Linked DNA regions of Mus musculus: region 2 is linked to region 1. A link is a contact called in public HiChIP or PLAC-seq data. All regions are on one chromosome and are shown on one strand. The core of a region is the stretch at or near the end of the contact, and the rest is flanking DNA. Distances in the headings are between cores, read along the strand shown. Region 1 overlaps Bckdhb (branched chain ketoacid dehydrogenase E1, beta polypeptide). Region 2 holds the start of Pgm3 (phosphoglucomutase 3).

The links. HiChIP or PLAC-seq counts read pairs in DNA pulled down with a chosen protein or histone mark.
Region 2: a contact with region 1 is called in an H3K4me3 HiChIP or PLAC-seq map of pro-B cells, with 10 times the contacts expected there. The contact joins the promoter of Pgm3 here to the enhancer-like site in region 1. A contact is called at or near these places in 2 of 39 promoter capture datasets (both in liver) and 3 of 115 datasets of contacts at active chromatin or transcription factors (astrocytes, large pre-B cells and pro-B cells).

What each region holds. Positions count from the first base shown.
Region 1 is chr9:84,025,857-84,031,943 of GRCm38.p6, forward strand. The region is part of intron 8 of Bckdhb (branched chain ketoacid dehydrogenase E1, beta polypeptide); the gene reads left to right. Among named protein-coding and RNA genes, the nearest start is that of Gm46124, 4.1 kb to the left of the region's middle. Within about 2 kb of position 2,470, at least 27 of the 459 cell types and tissues checked have an H3K27ac peak or open chromatin away from gene starts, as enhancers often do. A contact at or near this core is called in pro-B cells, where this site is marked.
Region 2 is chr9:86,567,478-86,573,229 of GRCm38.p6, forward strand. It overlaps Pgm3 (phosphoglucomutase 3), which reads right to left and starts at 4,365. Exons shown (of 13, transcript NM_028352.4): 1 at 4,253-4,365; 2 at 2,725-2,930; 3 at 1,734-1,918; 4 at 32-99. The coding sequence starts at 2,928. It overlaps Rwdd2a (RWD domain containing 2A), which reads left to right and starts at 4,511. Exons shown (of 3, transcript NM_001145969.1): 1 at 4,511-4,580; 2 at 5,360-5,586. The coding sequence starts at 5,386.

The DNA of each region.
Region 1 (6,087 bases), core at 1,220-3,719:
TGGCTTTGAGATTTCAAGTGCTTAAGCCAACCCCAGTGTCATTCTCTCTTCCTGCTGCATGCCAATCCAGATGTAGAACTCTGAGCTCCCTCTCCAGTACCATGTCTGCATGGGTGCTGCCATAAACCTCTGCCGTGTAAGCTAGCCCCAATGAAATGCTTCCCTCTATACGAGTTGCTGAGGTTATGGTGTCTCTTCACACACAGCATTAGAAACTCACACTAAGAGGGTTTCTAATTGTCCAAGCAGTCACATGATTAGTGTTGGCCAGATAATACGAAATGTCCATTTGACATTGACATTCAATTGACATTTCATATGTGGGCCATTGCATTCTTTTAGCTCCCTTTGGGTTTTAGGAGAGTGTTTGTTACTTTCCCTAGTTTACCTTTAAAAAGTCTACCAAGCCTTCAGTGGTCTTTTAGTTCATCCCTCTTGGAGGTACACTCTGATTCTTGACTTTCCAGAGCCCCTGGTTTGCTTCTCTAGCCCTGATTTCCTGCTCTAGAAGAGCTCTGAGAGTCTCCAGCTTGTCTCCTCTGACTACCCCTGGCCTCCTCGTCCCTCACGTTGCTGGGCTTTCTAGAGAACTGATCTCTTTAAGCACAGTGCATGGGTGTCTGGATGCCCGGACACACTGTGTACCATGAGCACTAGATCTGGCTAAGCTGTTAGCAACCTTACCTCAGTACTTTGAAGATAGTTTTGCTCAATACTTGTGTCATATTGGAGGAGAGCACTTTTGTACAGGATTTCTCTATGTGTTTGTTTTTCTGAAAATTCTATACCCCTTCCCCTCACGATTTAATGCTGAGTGTTGCAGGTCTGAGTGTTATAATGAAAGTCTCTTTCACACTCATCTTGTTTGTTTTTTTGTTGATTTTCCTTTGGGACCTTCTTACTTAATTAAACACGAGTAAATCTTTTGTATAGTTTCTTAAAGAAAAAACACTCCTTTTGGCTGCATGAAAAAACCTATGTTGGACTTTTCTGTGTCTTATCTTTTCTGACCAAGCTTTTTCTATTCTGTTTTAAAACAACATTTTGTTTGTTTCCCTCAATTTTTTTTTTTTAATTCCTTCTTTGAATATTTTAAGTTTCTGCTTTGGTATGTGTTTGGGGGTCCCGTTGTGGTTCTGCATCCTCTACTTCCCCCTTCTCAGGGTATCCAGACGGCGGTGCACACTGGCTGGAAGGATGAAGTGGAGTCTGGAACTGGTAGGGTTCTGCAGGACCCCAGGCTGGCTGGGAATGAGGGCTGGAGGGGTTGCGGGGAGAGGAAGGCCTTCTCTGAGGGTCTTCAATGAAACAGCTCCCTCAGACAATCTTAGCTTGTGTGCGTACGTTTATTAGGGATGGGCTCGTACACATACACTTTATTGGGGTAAATAGGGGATATATGGACTTTGGAGAGTACGAAGGCATTTTCAGGGTAAATGAAAATTATTTAAAGTTCTGTGAAAGCCTCATTTGTATTGAGAGTCAGTCATTCCAGGAATCCTAGGTACTTGCTAGGTTGGTTCTTTCAGGGGGAAGAGGAAGTTTGTAGGTCTGCCAAGGACTACTCAACCTTCCCCAGGTAGAAGGTGTGGAAAGTTGAGGTGAGACAAGGTCAGAGAGCGGGAAGTCCTGCTGGTAAAGGGAGCCCTCCATTTTGTGTGCAGCTCAGAGGAGCTATCTGGTCACAGTAGACAGTGACCTTAATTAGCAGGGTTTCCCCGGATTCAGCAATCAAACCCTTCACTCTGTTCTCTTCCTAGGGTATTGAATAATTATGCAGTTTTAATTTTTCATAAAGGCATGTTTTAAAAATTACACTTTCTCAGTCCTTTCTGTTTTTTGTTTTGGTTGGCATCGGTTATCCTGGGTAGCTAACTGATGTGGTTTCCATGGTCTTTGCCCTAGGGGAAAATGCTCTGGTTTGTGCTTGGGGTGATCCTATGCTTAGGGGTGATAGATGAAAAGCCCTTCCTCACTCAGGAGGGTCTGCTTGGTATTCAGATGGAGTGCTCTTCATTTTTGCAGGATATTGTTATCTCTGTCAACAATTTGAGTCACTATCAGAAATTGGCTTTTTTGGATTGTCTCTGGAGTCAGCAGACCTTCCGTAGGGAGAAGTGGAGCGATTGATAGAACTGTTCTCTTAAGTCTTGTTATTTTTTCACTCTCAGACTTTCTCTTTCTTTGGTTGTGGGGAGGGTTTCTTGGTGTGTGGTCCCAGCTGGTCTTGTACTGTCCTCCCACCTTAGGCTCTCAAGGTTTAGAATTCAGGCCCACACCATCACACTTGGTTTCTAGTCTTTTTAAAATTAAATGTAACTTCAACTGACCCATAAAACATACCATTTGTGCAGATTAATGAGATAATAGTCTCAGTTTTTGCACCTACCTTCTGCATCTGCTGATGAGCTTGCCCTCAGGGACATCAGCTTCCTCTACCCCAGTTCCTCTCCTGTCTGGGGAACTTAGTTTCCTCTGCTCTTGTTTACAGTTTCATTGTTGCCGCGCCCTTCTTGTGTCTGTAGATCACTCCCTCTCACAAGTTGTGTCCCTATTTTACTGTCAGGGTCTCACCTGCTATTTGCCTTCATTTCCTCTCAAGGCATGCACCCTGTCATCCTGAGCTGGAAAGGGAGGCTTGTATGTTTTATCATTTAACAAGAAGCTACATGATTTGAGTATTTTAGTCTATGTCATATTTTCTCACCAGCACCTTATTCATCCTAGTATTCTTTTTTTTTTTAACCAGACATTCCATCTTGGTATTGTATTCTTCAAGTAAGTCAGATTTTGTACCTTTTTAATATATAAGCTTATATTAATTAAAGCTCAAGCTTGAATTAATTGAATTCTTACAGAAAATGAAAAGTATTAACTTTTTATGTAAGCCTATTGAAAAACAAAACATCAGAAATACCTAGTGCAGTATTTATTTTAAAGGCAAAGAATTTGCTTTAATACTAACTTAAAGTAAGCACTCTATTGTATAGGTAGCCACAAACTTGGAGTTAATGATAGCTAATAAGGGAAAGATATCTTTCTTAAGCAGTGAATCCTTCGCAGGGACTTTTCAAGTTTAGGTGGCAGTGGTTGTAGAATGCCAGTAGGCAGCGAGCTTAGTATTATGTCAGAAGTATTCTGTAGAAGATGATAATTGCTTGATTAGCTTTGGTGTTTTAAAAGGCTCCTTAAGAATTGCATTGCAAATCTTTTAAAAATAGATTTCTTTAAAATTAAAATTTATTTACTGATTTCTAATTTGGGTTTACTTTCTCCCTCGATTACCTTGGCCCTTCCACCCCCATTACCGTGTAAGCCTATCCACTCCCTTCCATCTCCTACCACACATCCTATGAGCCTCCTTCCCCCGAAGCCTCATTTCTGCTTCTCATGGCCCCTTTCTTACCCTCTAGAGGCAGACTCTTTATGTAGAACTCCAGACTATAGAATTTGGAAATACTCAATACAAATTTTAGGGAAATATTTTCTTTTTTCCTTCTTCAGTGTAAATTAATTTTATTCATAAAGAGATGTTAAACCAGTTGGAACTGCCAGAAAGCAAAAAAAAAAACAAAAAAAAAAACAAAAAATGAAATAAAACCAATTGTCTTTCATAGTTGTAAGTCCTCTTTATTAACAAGAGAAAGTTGCTGGTAGTCTTCAAAGATTAGGAATAGTGACCCAATAAGTTTTTTTCTTTTTAAAATTATGTGAAGTAGGGAAAAACTATGTATTAGCTTTTAAAAACAGAAGTACTATATTTCAGTAGTATATAGAAAAATAAAAAATACTGATAATAAACGAAGCTCTATTTACATTTATTTTACATAGTTTCTCTTTTAATAGTTTTAAATTTAATGCTTACTTAGCCCTGTCTTTTGGTTTACTTGTATGGTTTTTGTTTTATTTTGTTTCTTTTTTTTTTGTTTGTTTTTTTGTTTTTTCGAGACATGGTTTCTCTGTGCAGCCCTGGCTTTCCTGGAACTCACTTTGTAGACCAGGCTGGCCTTGAACTAAGAAATTCACCTGCCTCTGCCTCCCGAGTGCTGGGATTAAAGGCGTGCGCCACCACCACCACTACTTGTATGTTTTATTATTGCCTAAACACAATCAGTAACAAGTTATTTTTTCCAGTTTTGTAGGTAGATCCCACCCACTAGCCATGGGACCCAGAACCTTTTTAGTGACAGCGCTGTCATCTGTTTATTTAATGTTCCTCTTTTCCATCAGCCTGCCTCCCTAGTTGAAAGCAGTGCCACCCCTGGGACCAATGACTCTTCTTTTCCTCACTTGAGCTGGTGTGGTGTGGTCTTTCTAGCCTTGCTGTCTGTCCTCTTGCTCCTTTGAAGATGGTCCTGCTATCCAGGGGTAAGCGACGGAAGGATCTCATGTCCTCCAGCCTTTACATGTTGGAATGCTCACACACAGTGATTATAGGCCTAGTTGAGTCTTAAGGGTGGACTTGTCATGGTGGATTAGCGCCTTTATTAAAGGGCCCCAGGGAGCTTCCTGGTTTTCTACCATGTAAAGCTAGGAAATGATAGTGTGGAACCAGAAAAGGGGGCTCCCCATGCCTTGATCGTACAGCAGTTCTCCAAGCCATCAGCAATACATTGTTACTTGTACTTTTAAATTATTATTATTATTATTATTTTATAGGCACGATCTTATTGTGTAGTCTTGGCTGTCCTGGAACTCACAGAGATCTGCTCACCTGTCTCACGATGGCTGTAGTCAGGAAGGTATGCCACCATGCCTGACTGAGCTGACCAATTACTTGCATTCTTCCCGTCCTTCTAGTCTGTTCAGTGTTTGGGGTGAACTTCAGGACAGAATGTAAAACCTATGATGTGTTTGCTCTGCTGCTGTCTGTCTGCTGCCTCTTGCCATTGGCTGACTTTTCTCTTTGCACAGGGTAGAGTTCAGCTCTGTCAGGTTTTTTACCCCTTCCCGCCCCATTCCCCCTCCCAGGGCAGCATTCTTTCTTATAAAAGTGTCTAGTCACAGCTGTGGTCAGATCCAAGGCTGCAGACAAGAGGCTTGTTTTATGCAGGTGTCCTCTCTCTATTTGCAGTGTGTCTTTAGCCCTCTCCTTGCTAGCTGTTATCGTTCACCAATCTGACAAGGGCTATTTTTTTTTCAGTGTTGTAGGTAGAGCACAACCACATTAAAACAGAGGTTCACATTCTTTCCGGATGGAGCTGAGATTAGTCGAGTCTTGGAAACCACAGCTGACAGGCTTTTTCCTCTGGGGACCTTCTCCTGAGTGGCTTCTCATTGCTTTCCAACCTGCCTGTCAGCCCATGTTATTCCTAGACTCCTTGCTTCCAGCTCTCTGGGAGCAGGTATCATTGTGTGTTGTGGTTTCTAATCTCCTCGTCCATTTTTCTCCTACTCTGTGCATCGTCTCTGTGACCCTTTGAGACAGGCTTGCTGTGTGTAGTTCTGGCTGGTCTGGAGCCAACTACAGTCTAGGATGACCTTGACTTTAGGTGATTCTTGTGCCTCTGCTACCTGAGAACTGGGATTATAAGGAGTGTACTGCCACACCCAGCTCAGAACTTGCTTTCTTAAATATCTCGATATTTAAACTTTCTATTTATTCAGAGATGAGGTTTCTTGGATTCTCAGTTTTCTAGCATTGAGCAAAGAATTATGATGAAGGTAGAACATAAGCTTTCTAGGCACGTTGAAGGAGTTGTGGTTAAAGCCCTTGCATAAGAGCACACACTCCTTCTGTAGGGGAAGAAAGCCTCCCCCGGTCTCGTTCCACCAGCTTTTGCTGTATGTAGGATCCTAGCCGACTTCTGTACTTGGAGCCCACATTAGATTGAAAGCTACACATAAGAAGATGAAGGGGCATTCTGCTGACCACACGAGGGGACCCAGAGCTGAGCTGATGTATTGATAGCTGCTGCTGATAGGAGATGGAGTGAGACCCTATGGGGAAAACATGTATGAAAAAGGTGTCAGCATTTTTAATTGTTTTCAAACCATAGCTCTTTATCTTCATTTAGTACAGAAGACAAGCAGACACCTACTGTGCTCCTATGGCTAGACCTGATGTAAATGCGTGCTCGCCACGCA
Region 2 (5,752 bases), core at 3,115-5,614, 2.5 Mb after region 1:
ATTTCTCAGTGACTAACCTAGAAGTACATACCATGGAATTGACCTCCTAAAACAGTCACGCCATCTATCACAGATTGTGAAAGTTTCTCACTGCTGGGCCTGCGAAAGGAAAGAAAGCAAGCGGAGTTAGCAAACAGGAAAGCAAATGGAGAAAATGTGTGCTGAGAATTTCAAAATAATAACAGGTTCATGGTATCTGAAAGCTAGCAACTCTGACAAAAACAAACAAACAAACAAACAAACAAAAACCCACAGGTAAATTATAACATTCGCATGGGTGCCTTTGCATATATGGGTGATTTCTTAGAAAATTCTGGCTTTCAAATTTACAGACTACAGAGAGCCAGTCAGGTACAATGATGCAGACCTCTAATTGAAGCTGACGCACGAGGATCACTAGGTTCGTGACCTACTTTCAATACAGAGTTCAAGGCCAGCTTGGGTAATTTGTGAAAATGTATCAGAATTAAAAAGGGGGCCAGGACTATAGCTGAGTAGAAGTGTGTTTTCCTAGCATACACGAGGCCCTGACTTTAATACCCAGTGCTGGAAAGAAAAACAAGAAAGGGGTGGGGGTATACAATAGGGCTTGAGGAGAAGGCTCTTACAGAGGATCTGAGTTCAATCCCCAGCACCCACATGGGCAGCACAACTGCTTGTAACGCAAGCTCAAAGACATCTGATGAAACACCTGACCTTGTCTAGCAAATCCACATCCACACAGACACACAGACACACACATAAATAAGCAATAATAAGAATATTTTAAAAGATATAAAGGATATAACTTGCACCTAGTTTGACTATAGCAGCATGCATCTTAGATAATAATAACAATCAATACTGAATGCACACAGTGTAGGCATATGGGGGTCTTAAAACTCCTGAGTGCATAGAACCTGGTTTTCATTCTATAAAGTCAGAACAGATTACTCATCTACCTGACAAGCAAGCAAAGCATTGTATAACTACTGGTAAAATAACTCAAGGACATAAATCACTTAGCATTTCTGCTGCCTATGGACCTAAGGAGAGAGTGGTGTCTGCAAAACCTTCTAGTAACAAGACACTGGGTAAAAACAAAGTCCCAGCTACCAGGAGAAGAATAAGAACATATCCTTTGAAGAAGACGTAGACGAAGCCAGAGCTTGCATAAAAGAGAAAACTATTGTTTCAGGGTATACATTTAATCCAATGTCACAAAACAAAACAAAAAAGTAAGCTTTCGTAAAGGCAGAAGGTGCTGAACGTGAGGAACACATGGACTATAAAATATTATTTCCAGTGAATTCCAGAATGGAGAAATACAGAAAATCTCAACCCGCAACAAATTACAAACAAAATCTTCAAGTGTGATTTGTTAAAAACCATCATGTGCTCTGGCTCTGCAGAGGGGAAATGAACCTACAAGTGTCACACTCACTGCATGTTTCCAACATGCAAGGACATGGCTACGGAGCACAGATGATTTCATGGAGCTCTCACAGAAATGCTGACTTGGCACCATCATGCTTGAGGAGATAGAGGCTTCCAAAGACTACCAACCCGATCACATTATGTGAGCGTTAAAACTGTGGGGACTCCAAACCCAAACTTAGCCTCTGTGTGCCACTTAAAAAGGAAAGCAGAGAGTGGTGCGTGGCCTGGGCCTCTCCTAATCCTGCCTTCCCACTGATGGGATGGCTCCTTCAAGGATGTTTACGCTTGCACAGACAGACAACTCTCATCCTCACCTGGTGTCTCTGGCAATGACTACGAAGGCGGTCTGTGTCAGATCCACAGCTTCTTTCTCCACGATGGCAGCAAGCACTTGCCGCACGTCCTGCTCCTCCGCACTGGCCAGACAGGTGGCATGCTCCTCCCAGGAAGGGGCCAACATTTCCCCCAAAGGATCAACCAATTTCACACCATTGTCTTCCTTAAAAGAGAAACAAACCTTTGCTGTCGTTCACCCAGCTCATGGCTGAGAACTGCCCTGGGTACCAGCTGGCCCCAAGTCTCCATGCACTGCCCCTTCAGTTCCTTGTGACGATAACATTACTGATAAAGTGTCTCCATCCAAACTTGGAAGGACACTCTGTTTTTTCTCTAATCTGGACACTCTCCAAGAAAATAGCCTCATCCCATTCATTCCCTCCACACCCAGCTCAGCCTTGAGCTGCACAGCAGCAGCAAGAGTTGTTTCAAACCCAAAGGTGTGGACAAATAAGGAGGCAGACTCCCAGCATTGAAATGTGGACTTTGAGCCAGTGATGGTGGCACACACCTTTGATCCCAGCGCTTGGGAGGTGGAGGCAGGAGGATCTTTGTGAATTTGAGGCCAGCCTGGGTCTGCAGAGCAAGTTCTAGGAAAGCCATGGCTACATAGAGAAACAGATAGAAGGGGTGAGAGGGAAGGGAGGGGAGGAGGGAAGAAAGAAGGGAAGGAAGGAGGGAGGAAGGGAGGAAGGGAGGGAGGGAGGGAGGGAGGGAGGGAGGGAGGGAGGGAGGGAGGGAGGGAAAGAATGTGTGCGCCCGCCTTTAATCCCAGCACTTGGGAGGCAGAGGCAGGCAGATTTCTGAGTTCGAGACCAGCCTGGTCTACAGAGTGAGTTCCAGGACAGCCAGGGCTATACAGAGAAACCCTGTCTCGAAAATCCAAAAAAAAAAAAAGTGTGTGGACTTCAGTTCAAGATTCTTAGACACTATAGCTTAGTCTTGTAAATAAAGACAGCACCTTGTTACCTCAGGGTTATGTGAGGCCGTAACCATGACTCCAATGGTAGATCTTGTTTGCTTTGACCGCAGGACAGCTAGCAATCCCATTCGAAACATGATATGATCGAGATGCTGGGCATTGGTCCGAAATCCAGCAGTCCCATACTGAAGAATGAGCCCCTGGGGCTTGGCATGGAGTGCCGAGCGCTTACACACAGCCTCCAGATCCATGCCTACAAGAGTAAGAAATAAAAGAAGGGAAAGCTTTCAAGTACTGCTTGGTAAACTGCCAACTCAATGTAGCACATTTGTTTCAATGGGACCCTCTCCAGAGAACCACTTTTGGGAAGGCAGGGAAGAGAAAAGGAGACCCTGGAGTTAAAATTACCCAGAAGCCCCTGCCTAAACCATACCCTCCAGGACAGACTCGGGAGAGACACCAGCCACTGTCCACTCCTATTCCACTCTGTCTTCAGGATGAACTGTCCTAAAGTAATGCCATCACACCATCATTTTATGTTACAGAAGGGTCAACTCCCGGTGTGGGCCTCGGTTAATCATATAAAGTCTGGTGTGCGGCCAGTGAAAGGCTGAGGCTGAAGGTCAGAAACCTGGAATCCGTGTGGCTCTTTTGCTGTTCCTCTCAAGCTAGAAAGAAACAGTCCCAAAAGAAAAACAATGGACAGTCATTTCCTCTGGTCTGAGACCCAACCCCACCCCCACCCCCATCAGCTAGGCCATCTCACAGAAGCCTCACCAATCTCCATAAAGACAGGCATGGCAGCCTTCTAAAGTAACATCAAAAACAACTAACATCTACCATGCTACTTCCAACCTGTCATTTAAAAACAAGTGAGTGTGGGATACCTCCAATTCATTCAACTCGGGTTTTCCACTTCGGCCAGCGGTGTATTTGCAGAGCCACAAACTGTACTTCCTGGGTCAGCTCTATCCTAGTTTGCCCAGAGAGGGGGTGCTGTCCCTCCGCTAACAGCCACACCTCCTCGCTTTATTGTCCTTCCTTGCTTCTATACACAACACTACCAGAAGTGTGGGGAAATGTTTGCTTTTCTCCGGTTAGTAAAATAGATCATTCCCAAGCTACTTTAGTTATCAAACTTTTGTCCACAAGGACGAATATAATTTTGTAAAAAAAAAAAAAAATGACCCGTTGGTAATGTATCCCTATTATTCATAGGGGCGTCAACCACTCCTACGAAATTCAGAACTCTCAAAGGAAAATCACAGTCATAGAACAACGGCATGCTTCCACCCTTTAATGCATTTGGAGTTCTCGAACTAATTTCGATTAGGTATGGCAATGTTTATTAAAAGCCCTAACAGTGTTTGCTTCTTTCATTCAAACTGCCACCCTTGGGGATGCATCCTGCTCCGAGCTACTGATTGACTCGCGGCTCCGCGCACTACAGCGCGAGGACCTCAGGCACCTGGGCCGCGCGCAGCGTTGGATAGGTAGGTCCGGCAGTCATGCCCCAGCCTCAGCTGCCGATGAACCCCCACCCACAGCGGCCCGGCATTCTCCACGCCCGCTCACCTAGATCTGGAGCAAGAACGTTCTCTCCACAGGCGAGACGCGGCCGCGCAGTGCGCACCAAACCAACTCTCTCAGACCTCGCAGACGTGGCCCAGCTTTGCTTCCGGCCCGACGCCCCGCCCACACCAATCACAGCCCGGAAGGGCCGCTGAACCCGCCCCTGCACCACCAAGCCCCGCCCCGACCAATCGCGGCGGGTTGGTGTCTGTGGCCCCGCCCTATGCGCCAAGCCCCGCCCCCCAGCCGTCCGCGCGCTGCTCGCGCCCGCGGAACTGCGGCTGCGGTTCGGAGCGGGTTCGGGGCTGCTTGGCTTGAGTGATCTGAAAGGGTGAGGCTAAGGCGGCTAAGGCGGGCCGAAGGTTAGCTCCCGGGGTGGACAGCTGCGCCTTTCAGCCTGGGCCTCAGGGTCCCGGGTCCCTAAAGAACGGGAGCGTTGACGTCCCTCCGACCACCGAGATCACCTCCCAGCCCAGCCCCTGCCAGGCGAGGTCAGCGTCATCCCCGCGGGTCTTCACCCGCTTAGCCCTAGGCGTCACTTTATTAAGTGGAAATGGCTGAGACCCCTCCTCCCAGCCCCTGGCTCTGCGGTGGCGTCCCTATGCACCTGCGCGAGATGCTGCACCCCACTGCGGTCCGGGGAGGCTGTCCTCCGAGGGGGCCTGCGGATGGGGGCTGGCGGCGGGGATGACCTAGAGCCCTCCCCTCCGCACTGCAGGCATCCTTCCTAGCTGCGCAGGCTTGAGATCCAAGTGGGATTCCCGGGCCGGTCCCTGGTTTTCCCGGGATTGAGGCTGACCAGGAATACAGGTGTTTGCAACCACCGGCCACGAAATCTGTCACCCGAGCACCTGTTGAAAGCGCAGACTCCAGAATGGCCGGCAAGGGTGGGAAGGAGAGACAAGGATTCTGGGGTTTGAGGGAGCATTTTAAAGGATGTTGTGCGTACTAGATTGGGGGGGGGGGGCTAGGAGAGAAATCTAAAGTGTATGGATGCGTGCCCGTAGCTCTCTACAAACAGCGGGACTGCCTCTTAGAAAAGGGACCTTGGGAAAATTTCCTGGACACCAGTCGTCATTTACAACCCCATTATTTCTGGGCCTTTTCCAGGTTTCCAAGCCGGCTGATTTGGAGACATGTCAGGGTCAGTAAAAGAAAGCCTTCAGCTTCAGCTGCTGGAGATGGAAATGCTGTTTTCTATGTTTCCTAATCAAGGAGAAGTAAAACTCGAAGATGTAAACGCCCTAACAAACATAAAGAGGTATCTGGAAGGCACCAGGGAGGCGCTCCCACCCAACATCGAATTTGTCATCACGCTCCAAATTGAGGAGCCCAAGGTGGGTGCTTTCATTGGTCCTAAGTGTTTCTGGGTGCCTATCGTGTTTTGCTTTTAATGTGTATGCGTGTTTCCCCCTCATGTATGTCTGTTCATCATGTGCATGCAGTGCCCCCTGGAGGCCAGAACTGCATGTGGGAACCTAGAATTGGACCCTGATCCTCTGG